2 separate regions of the Mus musculus genome follow, and region 2 is linked to region 1. A link is a contact called in public promoter capture Hi-C data. All regions are on one chromosome and are shown on one strand. Each heading gives the region's core, a stretch centred on a gene start, on an enhancer-like site or on the middle of the called end of the contact. The rest is flanking DNA. Distances are from core to core; before and after follow the strand shown.

Region 1 (5,953 bases), core at 755-3,254:
TTTGCAAGGTGAACCTTTGGGATGGGTGAGTGAGTTGGTTGCAGGCAACAGGAAAATGGTGTTACTGGGCCACAGTCTTGAAAATGGCCATTGTTAGGTGTAATTTACAACAACAACAACAGAGTGACTTGAGGCCACCCTGGTCTCTATATCGTGAGTTCCAGCTAGCCAGTGCTACATAGTGAGCCCCTACTTCAAAGACAAAATAGAATTAGAGACTAAGTTGACAGCTCAGCTGGTAGTGCTTGGTTATCATGCAGCCTTGGACCAACTTCAGCCCTGCATGCACTGGGTATGAAAGCTAACACCTGAAATTCCTCATTGGAGAGGTGGAGGCAGGAGAATGAAGGCTATCCTCGGCTACAGAGTGACCTCAAGGTCAGATTGGAATATAAGAGATCCTGTCTCAAAAACAAAGCAAACAAGCAACAACGGAAAGAATAAAAGTAAGAAAAATATTGACTGAAAAGCTTTGAGCTTGATGAAAGATTCTCAATCAGCAAATTTAGAAAGCCCAAAGAGTTCAAAGTACAACAAACGCAGAGACAGTGTGGCAAAACACAGAGCAGAGTGGGCGCACGCCTTTAATCCCAGCACTCGGGAGGCAGAGGCAGGCAGATTTCTGAGTTCGAAGCCAGCCTGGTCTACAGAGTGAGTTCCAGGACAGTCAGGGCTACACAGAGAAACCCTGTCTCAAAAAACCAAAAAACCAAAACCAAAAACAAAACAAAACAAAACAAAACTAGACTGAGGGAAACCTGAGTTTCCTTTAAAAGCACAAGGCGTATAATGGAGCAGTGGGTGACTATGATGAACTGAAGCCCTAAAATCTCAAGAAAGCAGAACAAAATGTCATAAAAGCTAGACTTTCATAGATTCAGTACACATGAAGCAGTAGTAGCAGAACACAAGGAAAGAACAGATGGAGAGGAAAACAATCCTGAAGAGCAAGAAATGAGAGGCCAAAAGAAACAGTACATCTAATGGGAAAACCAACGTAAAGCAGCAGAAATAAACCCAGGTACACCAACAAATACAATAAGTATAAATGGATTAGATGCACAAGCTAAAAGACAAAGACTACCCCTTGGAAACTTTTATTATGAAAATAACTTCAGGTGTATAGAACATGGGAAGTACATGAACAACATGGATATTCCTGCCATATAGAGTCATGTGTACTCTTCACACGAATGTTTGATGAGGAGGCTATGAAGGTCTATTTTACATAGTATACGTTACACAATGAAATACTAGTCACGTGCCAATGGGAACATACAGGGCTTATTTTGGGTATCAGACAGAGCTAGGCTCTCAGTTACTTTTAGTCATGTGATTTATGTGTGTAACTAATTTATTCTCTCAGTGAGGTCCTAGCACGGTGTGAAGCAGGTCGTTTTCTGGTTATTGTATTTCTAAATATTTCTTGCATAAACAAGTAATGCTATCAGCAAATGGTTCAGTGCAGCGCTTTGCGGTTTGGTAAACACTGAATGCAGAATAGCTTTTATTTATGACAGTTACTGAAAGCATTCAGCGGAGTGGCACGAAATAAGCAAACAATAATTGCCAGTTTATTATATTTATAATTGTTATTTATGAACTGTCACAAGGCCTGGCACATATCACTAACCCGTAAACATTGTGTTTGTAAGAATAATAAGTACTTTATTATATTCAGGCTCAGTAGAGCCTGGCACCACACGTGCGGGAAGAAAGTGGAAGTTTATTCTTGTTAATTATTATTATTAAGTAAAGCACTTAACAACAGTTCTCCCCGCAGGCGCTTACTGAACAGTCTCACTGGAGACCGCCCCTCCTCCCAAGCCTCGAGAGGCCACGCCCCCTGTCTCGGAAGCTCCGCCCTCTACCGCCCGGTCTGTGCCTGCGCAGTGGCCCTGAACACCCTGCGCATGCGCAGTCTCCCTTTTGTCGCTGGAGCCGCTGGCCACTGCCGGAGCCCGGCATCTGCTACGTACGTGCGTACGTGCGTGCGTCGGGGCGTGCGTGGGTACGTCGTGCGTGCCGTGAGCTCGCCCGGCACCGCGGCCTCGCCCTCCGCCCCTGCGCCCCGCCACCCAGGCCGCCGCCCCCCGCCCGCGCCGTCGCCCCCGACGGGGAGGACCATGGCGAAGGTGGAACAGGTCCTGAGCCTCGAGCCACAACACGAGCTCAAGTTCCGAGGTAAGCGGCCGGCCGGCCCGGGAGCTGTCACTCAGCGGCCGGTGCCGGAAGGGACGCGCCCTGAGGGCAGGACACTGTCCGCTTGAGGCCCGCATGCACCAGGCGTCTAATGCATGCATGTGGAGTCAGTGCATGGAAACGGTTTGCCTGAGTACCCTTCCATCAGCTCCCCCGAGGCAGCGAGCTGCCGGGGTTACAGCCCACGAAGCCCGTGCACACTTTCTGTGTAGTACACTTTCTGTATACATCTGTGTGTAAAGGTGCATGCCCAGGTGATTAAAAAGGTGCACGTAGACAAATATATATGCATGGTATACGCATGTTATAGATAGTGTGTATACATACATGTGCGTACATATATGTACATACACACACACAAGTGTGTGTGTATGTACACATGAATGTTTCCATTCACTAATTTTAAGGGCCACGAGGCAACAGGGTCCATGCCCAGCCTGTTCCTTGCTTCGTTGCATGTTTGAGTCATGAGATTGGGCACAGGAGGCCTATAAAGTTCAACAACCAGTAAGCAAGATGGCAGAATACAGTGGTAAGCACTAGGAGGAAGAGGAAGAAACTGGACTCTATGAAGGTGTACTTGAGGTTGGCTGATATGATCCTCTGTGTATTGCCCACGTGTAGCCCACAGCTGGCACACACGATTTTGGGTGGCCGAGAGTCACCCGTTTCTCCACCGCTGGGAAGTAACGTAGGATCACAGCTCTTATCTAGTTGTCGCATTTGAGTTCTGATTTCAGACGTTCAGATACTTAGCCACTGTACCCACAGACTCTTGGGAAATGCTTCAGATCTGTGGCTGTTCACCTTGCCTTCCAGGTTCAGAGTGTGCAGTGTGACTCTTACAAGGAAGCAGAGGCCGTCCAGTCAACCTGAAAACAAAAACCTTAGGCAGCCTAACACAGGGCTGTGGAGATGGTTCACCGGATAAAGAGCTTGCTGTCAAGGCTGAGGACTTTAGTTCAATCCCTGAGTCCCACATGGTCAAAGGAGAGAACCGACTTGTGCACATTGTCCGCTGACCCCAACAGGTGCAGCCTGGCACACTTGTGAACAAACACACAGACACATACACAAAAAAATTTCAATAGAAGCATCGACTTAAATGTGGACCCTCGTCACCAGAGGTTCCCCCACTTATCGGGATCCCACTTGTTAGCGACAAGGAAGTGGTGTCCGTTTGGTAGTGACTATTTGGAATTTCGAATGCTGAGTCTTTTTCAGGTTACAGTGGTGCGTGATCCCGTGCCTGACTGCACAGCAGTGAATCGCCGCCTGGTTATAACTGTAGCTCTGTGTATTTTGTGTGTTTGCACCCTGTCACGAGTGCAAGGCGTCCATCTCTGTGGTGGGGTGCTCATGTGCATAAACTCTTTGGCTGGTGTCTTTATTTATTTTGCGTTTATGTGTTGCGAATGGCAGTATGTGTGCCACAGTGAGTGTGTGGTACCCAGAAGACAACTTGTAGGAATCATTTCTGTCCTTCCACCCTTGGGGGTGGAACTCAGATCTCCCGTCTTGCGCAACAGTGCTTTTGTTTCCTGATCTGTCACACGCTGGTGTTCTCTTTTAGAGATATGTGGGTTCTCGTGTGCTGAGGTCAGTTCAGGCTGACCTCAGTCTTGAGACAACCCTCCTGATTTTGCTTCCCCAGGGCTGGTGTTACTGTCTCAGCACATATTTGAATATTGTATTGTTATCAAATGGGCACTGTGCACCTGTAGGATGACGTGAGTCTGGGGCATGTCAGCTGCGATGTTCAGAAAGGTCAAGTAGAGCCGGGCGGTGGTGGTGCATGCCTTTAATCCCAGCACATGGTAGGCAGAGGCAGGTGGATTTCAGAGTTCGAGGCCAGCCTGGTCTACAGAGTTGAGTTCCAGGATAGCCAGGGCTATACAGAGAACCCCTGTCTCAAAAAACAAACAGCAACATCAACAACAAAAAAAAAGGTCAAGTAGGTCGAATGCACTTTTACATAAACATATTTCAACTTAGGAAGGGGTTGTCAGGATCTAACTTTATTGAGGGACATCTTTGACTTTCTGTGATGTTCTCAGTGGCTTCTCTGGAGGGGGAGACTGGGAAAGGAAGACCATATCCAAAGTGACTTTACTGGGGTCGCCTGAAGCTCTTACCCGTGACATGGCACATTTATCCCATTGCTCTGCCTCTGTGTGTCAGAACCCAGGACAATTCAAATCCAGTTGGTTGGTCTCGCCTCCTCTTCTCCGACACCCACCTCTCCTTTGCATCCAGGGAAAAAGGGGGCAGATGAGGTGACCCAGACTAGAGTGTGTTAGGAAACAACTTCCCAGGGTGTGGGAGGTCAGATCGTGACAGAGTATCACTGAATCTGGTTACAAAGTTCCAGTGACAGCAAGGGGGAAGCAGATAGGAGAGTCCGGCATAGACAATAGTGTGCATAGAGGTCCAAAAGTGGGAGTACTTGCTTCTTGAGAGTGCTGTGGGTAGAAGGTGTGGGGCGGAGTAGAGGGCCAGACTGGCCAGTACATGAGAGTCAGATCTACACACCCACTTGACTGACCTTCCTCAGGTTGATGCCTGAAGCCCCCACACACTGCTGTCTCTGAAGGAGGGGACACCAGTGTTCCAGCTCTTCCAGTTTAGCATGTGTGACCTTGCCTGCCATTTGCTCTCTTACCTTTGGGTTGGTGGCAGTGCTAAGAAGGTGACACTTCTCCAGCCAACATCGCTGGTTGGCAAGGAGATAGTCCAAAGGTTTGGTGTCCAAACGTCCTTACTCTGGAAGAGTCGTCCAGGGATGTGTGGAGACTTGATGGGGGTCTTGGGAGTGCCAGCCATACATTAGCGTGTAGCCCTTGCCTTGCGGATGAAGTCTCACTAAGCCTTCCAGGCTGGTATGGGGTGCGTGGCTTTCCTGCCATAGCTTCCTGGTGCTGGGATTGGTGCCACCAAGCCCAACTGGGGTGTTGAGTTTCTTGGTTTGTTTGCTTGTTCCTTGGTTTGAGTGCCAAGACATAGAACGAGAGACCCAGCAAGTTGGCTCATTATGTTAAGGGAATTCATTTCAGGGTGAGGACCTTCAGACTTAACTGGTCTCCTTCATGTTATCCAGAATAATGTCTCTGATTTCTGAGGTTCCTGTAAATGAATTACACGTACAAGCTAATCAAAGTACTTGTCATCCAGGGAATCATGGGTCTTTTGCTACAGTTGAAGATGATGCTATGGGATTTAGTATTTGTCGTTAATCTTGGGAATTTTGCGTGATGTGTTAAATTTAAATATGTTATAGTCTGGGCGTGGTGGTGACACATGCCTGTAAACTAAGTACTTTGGAAACTAAGGTAGGAAGATTGTGAATTCAAGATCAGATTGGACTACATCTCAAGATAACATAAAATAAAATAAAACCAAACACAAAAACAGCTGAAGTGTGATATAGTTCAGTGGTAGTGGGCTCTTGGTTCAATCCCTAGACACACACACACACACACTGCATGTGCACATACAAGTACACACACATGTATATACACACAGCTGCCTATGCACCCACAAGTACACACATGCAATACACAGGCAATACACATACACACATATTCACACATGTATGCACACACGTACATGCACATGCACACACAATTACAGACGAAAACAGCCTACAGGTTCCTGTGCTTTTTTTATTTCTGGGGACCATGCCACATTGCACTGTAGTGAATACCGAGGAGGGCTGCTAATGGGAAGACACAGAGTCTGATCTTCATGAGCC
Region 2 (6,371 bases), core at 569-3,068, 1.0 Mb after region 1:
TTAACAAAATTAATTTAGAAAGGAATGTTCTATCTCTACCACACAAGGAAAGCCAGCATTGATTGCCATAAATAAACAATGAGCACACAATTAAGAGTAGAGTACAATGTCATTAAGTCCCAGCTGGACTCCAGTCCTGCCCAGAGCCCAGCCACTGACTGCTCTCCTTGGCCACAGAGAGAGTAGTGCTGGCTAGAACATTATTGAGAACGGCCCCACTGTTCTTTTGGAACAGCAACAAGAGCAGAATAGGAAAGAAAAGGCCTCTGGAATTTCTACAATGTATCCAAGTCACTTTAAAGACCAGAGTGCATTGCGGCACAGGACTTTAATCCCAGCACTCGGGAGGCAGAGGCAGGCGGATTTCTGAGTTCGAGGCTAGCCTGGTCTACAAAGTGAGTTCCTGGACAGCCAGGGCTATACAGAGGAAACCCTGTCTCGAAAAACCAAAAAAAAAAAAAAAAAAAAAAAAAAAAGACCAGAGTTCTGCCTCCCCTGAGGGCCACCTGCCTCCTCTCTGCCCTCTGTACAGTGTCTTTTACTCTTAACCCTGATTCTCCACCTTTAACCTTCCTTATCTCAGCTGGAGTGAAGACCCAGGGCACACGTCCATCCAGGCAGTGTTTGCTTTGGCCACACCCACAGAGACCAGTGAAGACAACTGGGCTGTCAGTGCCCTCGACGATGGCAGATGGGTATTTTAATGGCAAGGAAAGAGAGAATAATAGATACTTCTCTTGACCTGGTGAAATCCAAGATGATTGTTAGGAGGTGGCACCTTGGAGGTGTCAGGTGGTAATAGCTAACCGGAGCACCGTGGCCTTCTACCACAATCCACCATTAAAGAAGAGCCATCCATGAGCCATGATAGACACCGGACATACTTGGACGTCCAAGACCTCAGAACTGGGAGCAGTATCTTTCTGTGTATGAGCCTTCAGTCTAAAGTGTCTTGCGACACACAGCAGTTCAAACCAACTGGCCTTTAGCTGGACTCCTTGGAGGCAGGGGCATTAGTCTCTTTCTACTTACCATCTGCTTTCTCATTTGCTGTGAGGCCTCAGTTTCCCTTCACATAGGATTCCCCATGGGACCACTTTGCCTGACTGGTTGGGGCTTCTTCTAATGACAAGTGTACCCCTTTCATGGCTTGCCTCATGAGAGCCACCTGGGCCACCTCTTTGGATTCTACTTTTTAGAATGCCAATCATTAGAAATATTGGCAGGGGGAGGAATGGCTTTGAAACCCACATTTTATGACAATAGTCAAAGGTTTGTAGACTCATTAAACTACCGCAGTGCCCTGAAAAGCAACACTTGTATGACTTTTGGAGAGAGGCCCCTCACTAAAGGGGCCAGTGAGGAAATAGGGCTCCCCCGAAACCGCTAACTCACGTTGAGTGGAATCTTTGTGACTTTGCTCTGGTCCTACAGCCCCACCTGTCACTTAGATCTTCCAGAGTCAGGGAGCTGGCTCGGGCACCCATGAATCAGAAGAGTAAAGTACACCCAGGGCCGTGGCACAAGGGCCCTCGGCAAGGGTAAGACCATTGGTGAATAGAACTTTTCCTTTAGACTGACTTCAAAGGAACAAGAAGCCAGCAGCCCTTCTGTGCAGCCCTTTCATGGTCTTGGTGCTCTTGGGGTGGGGGTGAGGTTGCTTTGGGCTGGGCAGGGGGTTTCAAGTGTGAGTCTATGTGTAAGTGAGCAGTGTGAGCACCGGCAGAGTGTGGCCTTCAAGCAGCTGTTCGGGCCTTCACCCTACCCCATCCACCCACGGGGAGCGCGGCGTCCCCGCCTCTCTCTACCCCTGGGTAAGCCTGGGGCGAATGCGCCTCTGGTCAGCTCCCCCCCTGCGCTTGCAAAGCGACCCCCGTGAGCCCCGGGTTCAAAGGCCCAGCGCGGCAGTTCCAGCCCCTCGGAGGGGCGGGGAGGCGAAGGGGGTGGTGCGGGAGCCAGAAAAGCCTGAGCCACAGCCGGCCAGCCCTGCGCAGGGATGGGCAGCGCGCTCTGAAAGTTCGTGACCGCCTCAGCCAAGTAACTCTGAGCCGGGACGCGCAGCTCAGGCAGCGACAGGACTCGAAAGCTGTAGCCAGTCTCACTACCCTTTTGCGGTCACAAGCGGCCACCCTCCAGGCCCGGTGCTCCCGCGCCTGATCGGGGTTCATGGAGCCGGGGCTGTGGCTCCTTCTCGGGCTCACAGTGACCTCCGCTGCAGGTAAGCGGGAGGGGCGGGGCGGCGCTCCTCTCCACGCGGGAGTGCACACAAAAGGAAGCCAGGCGCGGGTCTGTGTTGCGGGGAAGCTGATAAGTCTGGCTTTACACCCTGAAGTCTCCCAGGGGCGGGTAGAAGGGCCTGAAGACATAGCGATAACTTCCACTGGGTCTGGGGGTTTTCAGTTTGGGAGACTTTCTTTGGGCACTTTTCAGAGACTATACAAAAATTTTTTTGAGTTTTACCCAGTGAAGAACAAATAGCTTTCAGATTTCACAGGGACTGCAATAACTCTCAAGTTTTTACTGAATGTGCACGGAGCTTTGTAAACTTTTTAAGGCATTTGGCTTAGTTTGGAGACTTGGGGAAAATGCAACCAGCCTCCTCCAGACATTGCAGAAGTTTGGTTGAGTCTCATTCTGGTTTGGGGGGCGGGGTAGTGGGTGCCAAGAACTCTGTGTCAGCAGCTTAGGAGCCCTTCAATCCTCCTCCTGCAGGACTTGTGCCTTGCCCCCAGTCTGGGGACTCTGGCAGAGCCAGTGTGTCCCAGGGTCCCCCTGAAGCTGGATCAGAGAGGGGCTGTGAAGAGACTGTGGCTGGCCCTGGTGAGAGGATTGTGTCCCCAACAGTTGCACTGCCTGCACAGCCTGAAAGCGCTGGGCAGGAACGGGCACCAGGCAGGTCTGGGAAACAAGAGGACAAGGGGCTGCCTGCACACCACCGCCCTCGCCGCTGCACGTGCTTCACTTACAAGGACAAGGAGTGTGTCTACTATTGCCACCTGGACATCATCTGGATTAACACTCCTGAGTGAGTTGGCCTAGGGGTTTGGGGGAGGAGTGTGGCTCTGTGCCAGGCCTAAGGCTTCAGGGGTTTTTGCTCAGACCTCAGCCCACCTCATTCAGATCCCTGAATCTACCACAGTGCAGCATTCAGCTCCTGCAGTGGCTCCAGGCAGCATGACTCCTATCACAGGCCAGGGGCAACCCACCTCCCCTCTGAGAACCTAGTTACAAAGAAACTCAGTGCTGGATTTGAGATGTGGTGGGGTGGGACTTTAGATGCTCACAGAGTTCTATGCTCCTACCCCAGAGGCTCGTTGGGCTGAGCCTTCCTCCTAACTCTTTGGAATCCCTTAAGAGCAGCTTTGGGGTGGGGGCAAAGTAGGAAGGTAGGCTTGGCAGACCCAAATGATATACATCCCTTGAAATGGCTTCTTCCGTTTCTGCCCATCTTGGATGCCAAGCCAGAGTGACACATGTGGCTCACATGGCTGCCATTCCCCAGGGCTAACCCCAATGTCCACAGCCATGGCCACAGAGGGCCTCTCTGTTCAATCTTAAAATCTCTCACAAATACCTAGTACCAGGTGCTGCTGTATTTAAGTGTCTCTAGGTGTCACCTTTGATAAGAGGCACCCTCCCCTGGAACCATAGAGAAGGTTTCTCTGTTTTATTTTCCACTCAATCCCCACTGGACCACTGGGGTTTCCCCGTGCGCTAAGACATGACTTATAAGCAGCTATAGGGTGTGACCTTGTGGCCACTATCTCACAGCTTGTCTCTTGGATCCCTTGAATCTTGGGCTGGATGATGCTAAACTCAGTTCCTTGGGTGTTCTCTGCATCTCTAGGGATATCTACTGGAACTTGCCTAGGAATCCTTGTCTGGGAGCTTGGAGATGGCTGAGCACAACCCCTCAGCCTAGAAAGGCAACTAGTTATTCTCCTTCAGGGTTTCCTCTCTCTGGAAGCCCATTGGTGTCAGAGTCCTCTGTGCCATGGCTTTGAAGAGTCACTCATCCACCTAGGCATTTTAGTAATAAAGCACACAGGAGAGGGGGTACTCTGAGGGTCCAGTGTTTCCTGATTCTGTTGACAAGACCCCTAACAATACCCAGGTATGTCTGAAATCTCCCCAAGTGTCCAGAGTGGCAGGCAGAACTGGCTTCACTGAAGAGCCACCCAGACTCCTGCATAGGAACTGGGCTCAGGTGGACCCTGGGTTTGTTTAATCATGGCTGCTATTGTCCTTCAACTTCAGGACAATAAGGGTTCAGTAATCCCTTACTGAACCAAGAGCTGTGTGAGACTCCTCAGTTCTGTAGCTGATCTCAGTGGAGCCATTTACTTCCCTCCTGTGTCTGATGAGGCCCTTATACAATCTGTTGGCCACAATGGGGAGATGGGCAGGTTACAGGGGTGAGTATTGGGCCGTCCTGTATTGGTGTCTCTTCTCAGAGTCTCGAGTTCATCTTTTCTCAGAACCACCACCACCCTGACTGCTGTCCTTGATTTCTAACCATTTGCTGTTGTGATCCCACAAATGAACACCCCAGAAAGGGGATCCCTAGGCAGTCAAAAGGCCCTGGGTCCTGGCCTTGGCTCGAATCCCAAGTTATAAGTTTAGAAGAAGAGAGAAGAAACTGAGCAGGAAGGGACAGGGTGGAGTCAGGAATTGGAAACTCCTTTAGGTCTCTGCTTGTTGTCCAATGTTCTGAGCACTGCTTGGGTGGGAATTGAACACCTGGGACATGTCCTAGAGGCTCCATAAACACCCAGAGATATTTGAGATCCTGTGCTGGAATTCTGAGCTGTCTTGGGTGGAGTAAAAGGATGCCATGGACCATCTGCTTCTTCTGGGACAGCCACCTAGAAGAGTTCTCCTCGCGTCTGGTCTACGTCTTCCTCTCTTCTCCTACCTTAATTTACTCTACCCAGTGTGAGGGAAGGGGTGAATCCAGTGTCCCCGTGTTCCGTTCAACCGCTTGTGAAACAAAAGTGACAGTTGCCAGACTAGAGCACTTTGAATTCAGACAAGATAAATAAGTTAGCTGGGAGATGTTTCCTGGATGGCCTTACTCTCTTTCTGTGCATGCAGACGTGTACACGCACACACCGTCTGTTCTCTTCCTCCTCTCCTTCCTTCCCTTAAGTGGATCCATTTTCTATCTTTAACATATTGTAAACAAGATTACAATGAGAGAAAATGAGCTCTATAGGCCTCCAGTGGAATAGAAGAACCTGAAAGGTTACTGACTAACTCACAAGGTCTACATCTTCCTTTCCGGCCCTCCCATCTCAGCCCCTCCTCTCCAGTGGTTCCCTCCCTCTCACATAATTTCTGTCCTAAAGGGGCCTAGTGTTCTCACTCCCCGAGTGCCCCGACGAGGCTGTGGCTGTTCCTAATCCCTGTGGCTGGCTGCTCAGGCTGAGGGAGCAATCTTGATCCTTGTTTCTAAACCAAGAACCTTGAACTATGGGAGTTTCTGCCTTTTCATGATGCTCCAGTTCCTGTCCATTTGGTCGCATGGGGATCAAGTCCACCCTCTGTTTTTGTCCTTGAAGGACACTTGTGAGGATCTTTCATAGGTTGTGCTGAGTAGGCTTGGTTCTACATCCGAGGCTCTGAAGGAGTGACGTTGGAAGTTACCATCGAGCCCCACCCGAGTTCCAGTGGGATAGTAACTGCCTAGTTTAGGCTCAAGGGACCTTTATACTCCCAAGACTCTCTTAATCAGAAGCTCTGAGGTTTTGTGGTTCCTCCATGTTTGTCAGACCCTGAGCTCAGTTAGATTGTGCTCACACACTCAGTATACAATAGATGCTCTATCAATGTTGGCTGACTTTTGGTTAAGCCCTGAACCTAATTTTGCTTTCTCACTTTAACTTTTGCCATGGCTCTAGTCTGAAGGACTTTCTCTCTTCCAGGAAGTCTCTTTGTTCAGAACGTGTGGCCCCTTTAGAGACTCAACCCTTCACTGCCCTGTGGAGGTGCATATCTCTCCATGTGCCTTACCCGTAATTTTCCTCATGGTCTCCAACAAAGCCCATGGACCTAAAGATCCACACTTGACCTTTACCAGTTGGACTTGGCATCTGAGATCACAATTAACAGATGGCACAATTAACAGAGTTTCCTAAAACTTGCCTCAGCCACGCGAGGAGCCCCGACTTCCCACAACCCGCAGTCAAATTCCAACATTGCCAACAAAAGCAGAAACAAATCCAAACCAAGGGAAACCTCACCCCATCTTGTCCTGGAAAATTCACAAAGCCTAAGACAGTGATGAGGGAGGTGGTGCATGGGATGTCATGTGTGTATACATGTGAGTTGAAGGGTGGTACATGGGATGTCATGTATGTGCACATTTGAGT

Evidence for each region. Promoter capture Hi-C pulls out the DNA fragments that hold promoters and counts their contacts.
Region 2: a contact with region 1 is called in a promoter capture Hi-C map of hematopoietic stem and progenitor cells, with 2.9 times the contacts expected there. The contact joins the promoter of Edn3 here to the promoter of Vapb in region 1. A contact is called at or near these places in 2 of 39 promoter capture datasets (embryonic stem cells and hematopoietic stem and progenitor cells).

Annotation. Positions count from the first base shown.
Region 1 is chr2:173,735,567-173,741,519 of GRCm38.p6, forward strand. Vapb (vesicle-associated membrane protein, associated protein B and C) reads left to right here and starts at 2,005. Exons shown (of 6, transcript NM_019806.5): 1 at 2,005-2,184. The coding sequence starts at 2,127.
Region 2 is chr2:174,758,801-174,765,171 of GRCm38.p6, forward strand. It overlaps Edn3 (endothelin 3), which reads left to right and starts at 1,819. Exons shown (of 5, transcript NM_007903.5): 1 at 1,819-2,218; 2 at 2,713-3,025. The coding sequence starts at 2,167.